2 separate regions of the Rattus norvegicus genome follow, and region 2 is linked to region 1. The links are chromatin contacts, called in public Hi-C maps. All regions are on one chromosome and are shown on one strand. Each heading gives the region's core, a stretch centred on a gene start, on an enhancer-like site or on the middle of the called end of the contact. The rest is flanking DNA. Distances are from core to core; before and after follow the strand shown. Region 1 overlaps Klf12 (KLF transcription factor 12). Region 2 has its middle 25 kb from the start of Klf12.

Evidence for each region. Hi-C and Micro-C count contacts between places; a contact is called where the count stands out from the background.
Region 2: a contact with region 1 is called in a Hi-C map of liver, with 1.8 times the contacts expected there. The contact joins two enhancer-like sites. A contact is called at or near these places in 3 of 12 Hi-C or Micro-C datasets (kidney and liver).

What each region holds. Positions count from the first base shown.
Region 1 is chr15:83,378,257-83,382,491 of GRCr8, forward strand. All of the region lies in intron 1 of Klf12 (KLF transcription factor 12), which reads right to left. Among named protein-coding and RNA genes, the nearest start is that of Klf12, 15 kb to the right of the region's middle. Within about 2 kb of position 1,950, at least 2 of the 93 cell types and tissues checked have an H3K27ac peak or open chromatin away from gene starts, as enhancers often do. A contact at or near this core is called in liver, where this site is marked.
Region 2 is chr15:83,418,311-83,422,187 of GRCr8, forward strand. It overlaps a transcript of Klf12 not described here. Among named protein-coding and RNA genes, the nearest start is that of Klf12, 25 kb to the left of the region's middle. Within about 2 kb of position 1,416, at least 3 of the 93 cell types and tissues checked have an H3K27ac peak or open chromatin away from gene starts, as enhancers often do. A contact at or near this core is called in liver, where this site is marked.

The DNA.
Region 1 (4,235 bases), core at 700-3,199:
ATCAACTCAGTTACCACTGCCCAAAATATGCTCTATTAGAACCCATGATTTTTTTTAGAATGGTGTTTTTACTTGGTCTTTTAATTACCCACCTTTCCAAGATGATTCACTTACAGTTACCATTTCACTCTGCCCACTGTATCCCTATGGCTTACTTGTCATTTACTTCCTTGTGATTATTGACTCACAGAAATTATTCATTTTAACATTAATTGCTTTGTATATAAACTACTAAAACAAGGGAAAATGTATCCAAAAGTTAGCATGTATATTTTCTTTCAAATGCATTAAGATGAAATACAATAATTGCCAAGTACACAACACAATCCTCCTCCATTCCACGGAAACCTTGCTTAACCAATGTTGGGGTTAACAGGTCTCTCTACGCCAGCAATGGCCACAGCAGCATGTCTATCCTCGCCATCACCCTGACAGGATTAGGGAAAGAGTTAGCAAGCCCATTACTAGTCATCAGAAAGTAGTTGTTAGTTTCCTGAGAGTAGAGTCTTTGCTGTGGAAATTGGAGGCAGCTGGGGGCAGTACTGTTCCCACATTTTGCTATCTCAGAAGAAGCAAACAAGAACAGCAAAGCTGGAAGAAGGCAGAGCGGGAAACAGACCCACGATGCTACTTACATTACAGAACGGAGAATACTTAGGAACAGATCCATTTCTTGGATACCCCGGTTTTACAAAACCATAAACCACAAAGCAACATTTGAACTTCAGCCAGTCTGAACTGACTTTAAAGACCAGGGTTAGCTGGATGGATCCACAAACTGAAAGGGACAGTGCCTAATGAGGGGCTGAAGTAGTTATCTGCCAGAGTGCATAGTGAGGTAGTTAGTCTATGGTCCACTGAGGTAGGTGGCCATGGAAGTTGGACTCTCCCATCTTGAAGAAGCCAAGGATAGCCCAGTTCACAGCTCCACTATCCTTAGGCATGGGCATGGTCCTCATGAGTCAATACATTAGCTTGATCTCCAGCCACTGCTTCTCCATTACATACAATAGAAACAAAGGAAGGAAACAAAGAAACAAAGGGGTCAGAAGGAATGCAATGGATTAGTTTTTAAAAGCCAATTCCATTATTTGTGGGCAAAACAGTGCACCACTCATGAGATATGAAAAACTCATCAGATAAGAAGTATGTTATATCTACTTTCACTAGGAAATATTGCACTCTATTAAGCAACAGAGGCAGGGAGAAACCTGAAAAATAAAATAAAACAAACAAAAATTAAAACCTTTGCATAGCAAGGGCACCAGTGACACTGTAGGTTAGTACATGGTTCTTATATGTACCAGGTTACCTAAAAGATATGTTCACATGCACGCAACATCCAGTTTTTATCCCACTTGCTAGAACCTACTTGTCCACATGTAAGGAAGAGCTTCACCATGACATCTATTTAGACTCTATATCCATGTAGAGTCTAACAAGTAGAAACTCTATAATAGATAAGAAACGTCAGAACTGAGTGGCAACAACCAGCCTGAAACCGTTGGTTTTTTTTTTTTTTTCAACCAAAAGAACAAATACAAATCAAATGTTCCACTATAACCATCATTCAATAACTGGCTTTTTAACACCAGAAACACAAGGCATTAAAATGATTTAATTATGACATTCATATTCTGGAAAGCCCTTGTAATAATGACACTTATGTAGAAACACTTATATAGAAAAACTTAATATGGTAACACCCTGCAGTGCCTGGAAACCTTTGAGAACAGAGCTTTATCACACAGTCCAATGTTGCAATCATGATGATATAAAGCAAAGAATGGACTAAAAATCTAGACTAGATCAGGAAACTCAATTGGGGGTGGAAGGACAAACAAGAAATCCAACAGGAAAACATACGGATAAATAATTGACAGAAAGGCAAACTCGGAAAGTCAACAGGAAGATCGCTGACTCCTGAGTGGAGAGCGTGCTGAGCACCCTGAGCGAGCTGACTTTCACCCTCACCAACGTTCAAATACGACGGCAGGTCACAGGCTTCTACTCAGGTAGAGAATGAGAAATGAGTCAATAACATCAAAATTATTTTTGGAAAGGAATAAAATGAAACAGATGGCTGAAAAGTAAAGAAATGATTTGGGAACCCTGGAAAGCTGAATGTGGCTAAGACACTCAAGGGAGAAACAGAAAATAAATTAACTTATTCCACAAATAAAAGTCCCAGAATCTGGGAAACTGACAGCCATATCTAACTCTAAAACTGGAGGAAAGGATCAGCTAAAAAAAATAAAAATAAAAATAACCGGGGAGACTTACTGACAAACCATCTAAGGATGAATAAGGCCCCCACTGTAACAAACTCACCTAGAGGACTGCTTTCTCAGATCCCAGAGGACCAGAGCTCATTTGGGGAATAGAATGAAATGTACAGGCTTCCACTGAGAGATCATCCACCCAGGGAAGGGGAGGGACTCGGACAGAGAAGGGCATGAAAGAAATGGCTGGCGTGCGAATCCAGGTACCGAGCATACAGGCTACCCACTGCTCTCTAGTTCTAGAAGTTTAAAGTTCTTAAGTTTAGAAAGTGATCCTACAGAGAAGTGCAATCAGCCATGGAATAAATCCTCAAAGATGGCTCCTGCCTGGATAAATAGTTCCCCTGTCCAGGGGCCCTGAGAGAAGCCCAAAGACAAGCTCAAACAAAAACAAAAAGCTGATTGGTGGTCCAAGCAGAGACAGCAGACTTCCTTAAAGCACTCCACAAGTGGACACTGAAAGGACAGGATTCTTATCAGAACAAGTGTTCCTGGCAATTAAAGATGACAGTGATAGACAAAACAAGGAGCACATAGATAAGAAGGGAAGGTGTGGGTTTTGCTTTGATTTGTTTTTGTTTTTGTTGTTTTTATATATATTTTAGAAAGGAAGCAACAGAAGCTAAAAGGAGGCGGGCAGTGATAATAAGAATGAAAATTGAAATCTTGGCCTAAGATATCCAACATCTGAGTAGGAAAGTTAGAAGAAAGCATGGGCATAGTAGGAAACCAGACTCAGACAGGACCCCCATATCCCCTATGCTCATTTTATCAAACTCAGGATGCTGTGATAAATGTCTGCAAAGATATCTTTAAAAGAACTGTATTCTAATCCTAGCACATCCCAGAATCATCAGCTCTAGCTCAATTTGGGTCAAAGAGATTTCTATATTTGAAGTTAAAACTCCTTAAAAGGAAGGCTTTAAGGTTACTGATGACAGAGGCCACTTAGTTGCTTAAAACTAAGGCACAGGGCAAACAAGCACATGAAGGTGTGTCATTGAGACACACAGAAGGTCAGGGGTATGGCATGTTGCTAAGACCCTGAAGAAGACGAGCTGAAGAGAAGTGAATTAACGAAAGAATGGTGCTAACAGCATCCAAGTGGAGACTATGGTGAAAGAATGCTTCCAAAGGCCAAAAGAAAATTATCTCCTGTCCTGAACAGTACATTCAGACACACTGTGCAACATGTGTGAACAGAGTGTGCTGAAGACACTAGATTCCAGTGAACTTTTCTTGTATACATTATGTATCAACTTCACATGGTTAGCAAAGAGGAGAATAGACAAAGAACAGATCAACCACAACCTAAGGAGACAGAGAACCTGGGAGAAGAAGGCTTGGTAAGGAGATTCCTGAGAGAGATAGGCACAAAGCCGAACTGACACAGCATCCTGAAGAAGGAGGGTAGAAGAGAATTCTTCTTGCCTCTGAAAACACTGGAAGAAGTAGGTCATGATGGATCTGTGGTAGCAGGATGAACACTGGAACGGAAATCAGGAACGAGCTCCAAGACATGGAACTGTGGATACAAGCCCCAAAGCCAAAACACGGAAGGCAAAAATAGAGAGGGGGAATACATGGAACTCAAGAGCTCCTATACAGCCAAGGGAACTGTCAAGAGATCAAAGGGATAACCTCGAAAATGGGGAAATGTGTTTGTAAAGCAAGTACTGGAAATGTGATAAAAAATGGAAGGCACAGCAATGGGAGCTGAAGGCATCTGAGGACCGTGGTCGCCAATGAGGAAGGTTAATGGTTATGTACTACCTGAGAGAATTAGTCTCCTGAAGCAAATCTTCGCTGCACTTTTCCAAGTTTTCAACTCAGTGCTCTAGGGCAGCAACACTTCTGTGCAATCATCTGAGCACAGATTCAGTAGAATCAAGGACTGCAGTTTCTAGACAAGGTCACCTCCTCCCAACATCTGTCCTTCTCCCTTTCTATAGC
Region 2 (3,877 bases), core at 166-2,665, 40 kb after region 1:
GGGGAGGGAAGGGTTTATTAGGCTTATAGGTTATAAAATAACTTCAAGATAAGACAGAGCAGAAACCAAAGGCAGGAATCTAGAGTCCGGGACTAAACTACAGACTACAGAGGTAGCCACTATTTACCACCTCACATTCCGTGACTTGTTCATCCAGCCCAGGACCACCTACCCACACACATCAGTCATTCACAAGAGAATGTCCCACAGACATGATTATTGACCTATGTGATCAAAGCAATTCTTCAGTTGCAATCTCCTCTTCTTAAATGACTCTAGTTTTTGCCAAGGTGACAAAAATAAACTAGCACAGCAAGTGTATTCATACTTGCATGTCTGAGGCTAGGCAACTAAAACTAAACTAGCATAAAAAACTAGCAGACTCTGGGCAGTTTATGAAGACCGGAAATGTAATTGCTTCGTTGTAAAGGCTGCAGGTCCATGATCAAGGCACTGGTAGATTCAGTCAGCCAATAGACCATGATCTCTGCTTTGGAGATGGTCGCAGGTGGATGAAACCTTTCAGGAGACCAATGCTGTCTTCAGGAGGCAAGAGAATGGAACAGGAAGTTAGCAGCACATTGCTAGCAGCCTCTAGACTGGCCCTTAATTCCATCTCATGAGGGGCAGCCCATAAAATGTAACCATTTGAACAGGGTGCCATGTCTTAATTCAATCAATACTATTTCAACAGCAGACTTTAGGAGCAGACATATCCAGACATGGAGTAGAAGTATTCTACAAAACAGTAATACAAAACAGCTTTAATTTCCTCGCTTTTTTTTTCTTTTTTTTCGGAGCTGGGGACCGAACCCAGGGCCTTGCAGTTGCTAGGCAAGCGCTCTACCACTGAGCTAAATCCCCAACCCTCGCTTTGAATACTTCTAAGGTCAAGAGTGTATTGTATACGGAGAGAATTCTGGTTTCAGCCACTTTTCAACACCAGTGTCTACATACAGAAATGCAAGCGTATGAAAATAAGAATTGTCTTTATTAATTCCATCACTGGTAACAGAGGCAGAAATGTGACTAAGACAACTAACTTATCACAGAACGTTATACTCTATACTTATTTCTGAGTACCAGTTCCCTCCACTTCATTTGTGAGATGAGTATGCCTGGCTAAGTTACTCAAAATAGCTTTAAAGGCTGCACATGACAACCTCATTATGAAAAGAACTCAAAGGGATGCAGAAGAAACAACGTTGAAACTGTGCAGTGGCTTAAAAACTAACAACATCAGAAGAAAGTTCCGGAGATTAACTTCTCTAACAATCTCAAAAACTCCGTTAGTCACCCACTTTTGCTTATAGCATTAAACGGCTTAACGTTTCTCAACTGGGTGTTCTCTCCTACACAAAGTGCCTATTTGTCTTTTACTAATTATTAAACTCAGAAATAAAGACTGGTGGCCTTATCTCTTTCACCTGCCCTTTAGACTAAAGAAGAAACAAGTTATTTTGTAACCCTACAACAAACACCAACACCAGAGGATTCCGGTCTTTATTTTGGAAAATGGTTTGGTGGAGTTCAGTATTGCCTTGAACTCTTCATATAGCCAAGGATCGCCTTAAATGTCCCAGACTCCCACTGCTCCCAGAACTGGCATTTTATGAGCCACCAAGCCTAGCTCAACATCTGATTTTGCCTGTTCTATGCTATTTGAGGTGGAAGTCTGAGTTACCCAGGGCAAACGAGAAGGGAACAGGTACAGAGAAGTCCACGAGGTCTAGCACCCAGGAAAACAGTGCGCTGGGTGCTTCTTATCTGGAACCACTGGGAGTTGTTGGGTCGTTTGTTTGTTTTTTTTTTTTTTCTTCCACTTTTTTTAGCATACCACTGCGTACCATTTCCATATATACGTATAAGAGTCTCTGATTATATACATATAAGAGTCTCTGATTATACTCCCCCGCTGTTACCATTGGTGGGGCCCTTCCACTTTCCCCGCCCACCCTTCTCATACCTGCTTATGGTCTCCTTTTGATATCTTTGCTCACTACCTGCCACATATGAGAGAAAACATGCGGCACTGTCTTTCTGAGACAGTTTTTGCACTTAACATGGTGATCTCCAGTTCCATTACTTTTCTCCCAATGACAATTCCCTTCTTGTTCACCTAAAACATGATTGTATTAATTCATCTTCTGACAGGAACCTATGCTGTTTACAGGTCTTGGCTATTTTAAATAATGCTGCAGTAAACACACGTTTGGTGTTTTCCCTAATATGTTGACTTGGATACTTCGGTTGTATATACCAACAACTGACATACAGAACAATCATATGAGAGGTCAAATTTTAATTTTTTCATGAACATCCATTTCATGAACATTCATTGCGTGAACTAATTCACATTCCTGTCAAAAGTGGACACATCTCTTTTCTTCACATCTTTACATACATTTGCAGATTCTTGGTTTGGTTCACCATAGCCATTCTCATTGAGACGTGACAGGATCTCAATGTAGCTTCTATTTGCATTTCCCTACTAGTTAGAGAGGTTGAATGTTTTAGTTAGAGAGGTTGAGCGTTCTTCATATATTTATTGGCCATTTTACTAGATAAGTGTCTGCTGCTAATTTTGTCATTTATGCATTGGCTTGTTTGTTCATTTGGTGTGCAATTTTAATTACTTTTTAAATTTTTTTATGTATATGACTACTTTGCTTATATGTATATAAGCGTGTGCAGTGCTAAAAGAGGCCAGAAAAGGTCACAGGGTCCCCTGGAACTGAAGTTGTAGAAAACTATGAATCGCAATGTGGGTGATAAGACCTGAACTCAGGATTCCTGCAAGAGCGGGCAGTGCTTTTAGCTGGTGAGTAGCTCACTAGGCCCCTAATGCTGATCTTTATGCATTCGACATATTACTGTTGGATAAGTAGTCCTACTCTCAAGGCTGTCTCTTGACTCTCTTCTGTTGTGACAGTCTTTTAAATCTTATGCAGCCCTATTTATCAATCTTTGCTACTATTTCCTAAGTCTTTAAGGCCCTGTTCTGAGAAATCGTCAAGTGTTCCCATGTGTTTTCCTCTAACAGTTTCAAAGTTTCAGGTCTTATGCTAAGGACTGCTCCACTTAGAGTCAAATCGTGTACAGAGTGAGGGATGGGGCTGCATATGGTTTTACTGTCTCCCAGTGCCCCTTCATAGAGAGTCTTTTCTCCTCTGTATGCTTTTAGTCCTGTTGTCAAAATTCAGATGGCTATCGCTAGACAGCTTCTCTCTGGATGAAGTGTTTCCTGGTGTACTCATATAGTGTTTGAAGTCAGGTACGATGATAACTATATTCTGGCTAAATTTGCTCAGGACAGCTTTGCTATCTAAGGCTGTTTTTGTGGCTCTACATTGAATTTAGGTATTTATTTTTCTACTTCCATGAAAACCAGAAATTCTGAAAGAGATTATGTTGACCATTTTACTTATATAGCCATTTTGATAATATTAATCCTCCTAATTCATCAATATGTGGTGTCTCATTTTCTACCCTTCTCCATTTTTTTAAAAGACATTTTGTTACTTTTTCCACAGTACTGGCTTTTAATATATCTGGCTTTTAATATAACTTAAGTGTATAGTGTTTTGGGATTTGGGGGTCTTTTTTATGCAACTATTAATGGATTATTTTCCTGACTGTTCCTACCAAGTTGATTATTGGTATCTAGAAAAGCTGCCAATTTCTATATACTGACTCTGTATCTTGATACCTTACTGAATGTGTCTGTCGAATCTGAGAAGGGTGTACGTGAGATTCTCTCTCTTCACAAGAACGCCTACCATCACAAAATCCATTCTAGTGCTCATCTGCCCTGTTTCAGAACGTCTTCCCTCTTCCTTAAAACACAGCAACCACTAACCCCTAAGACGCAAACACA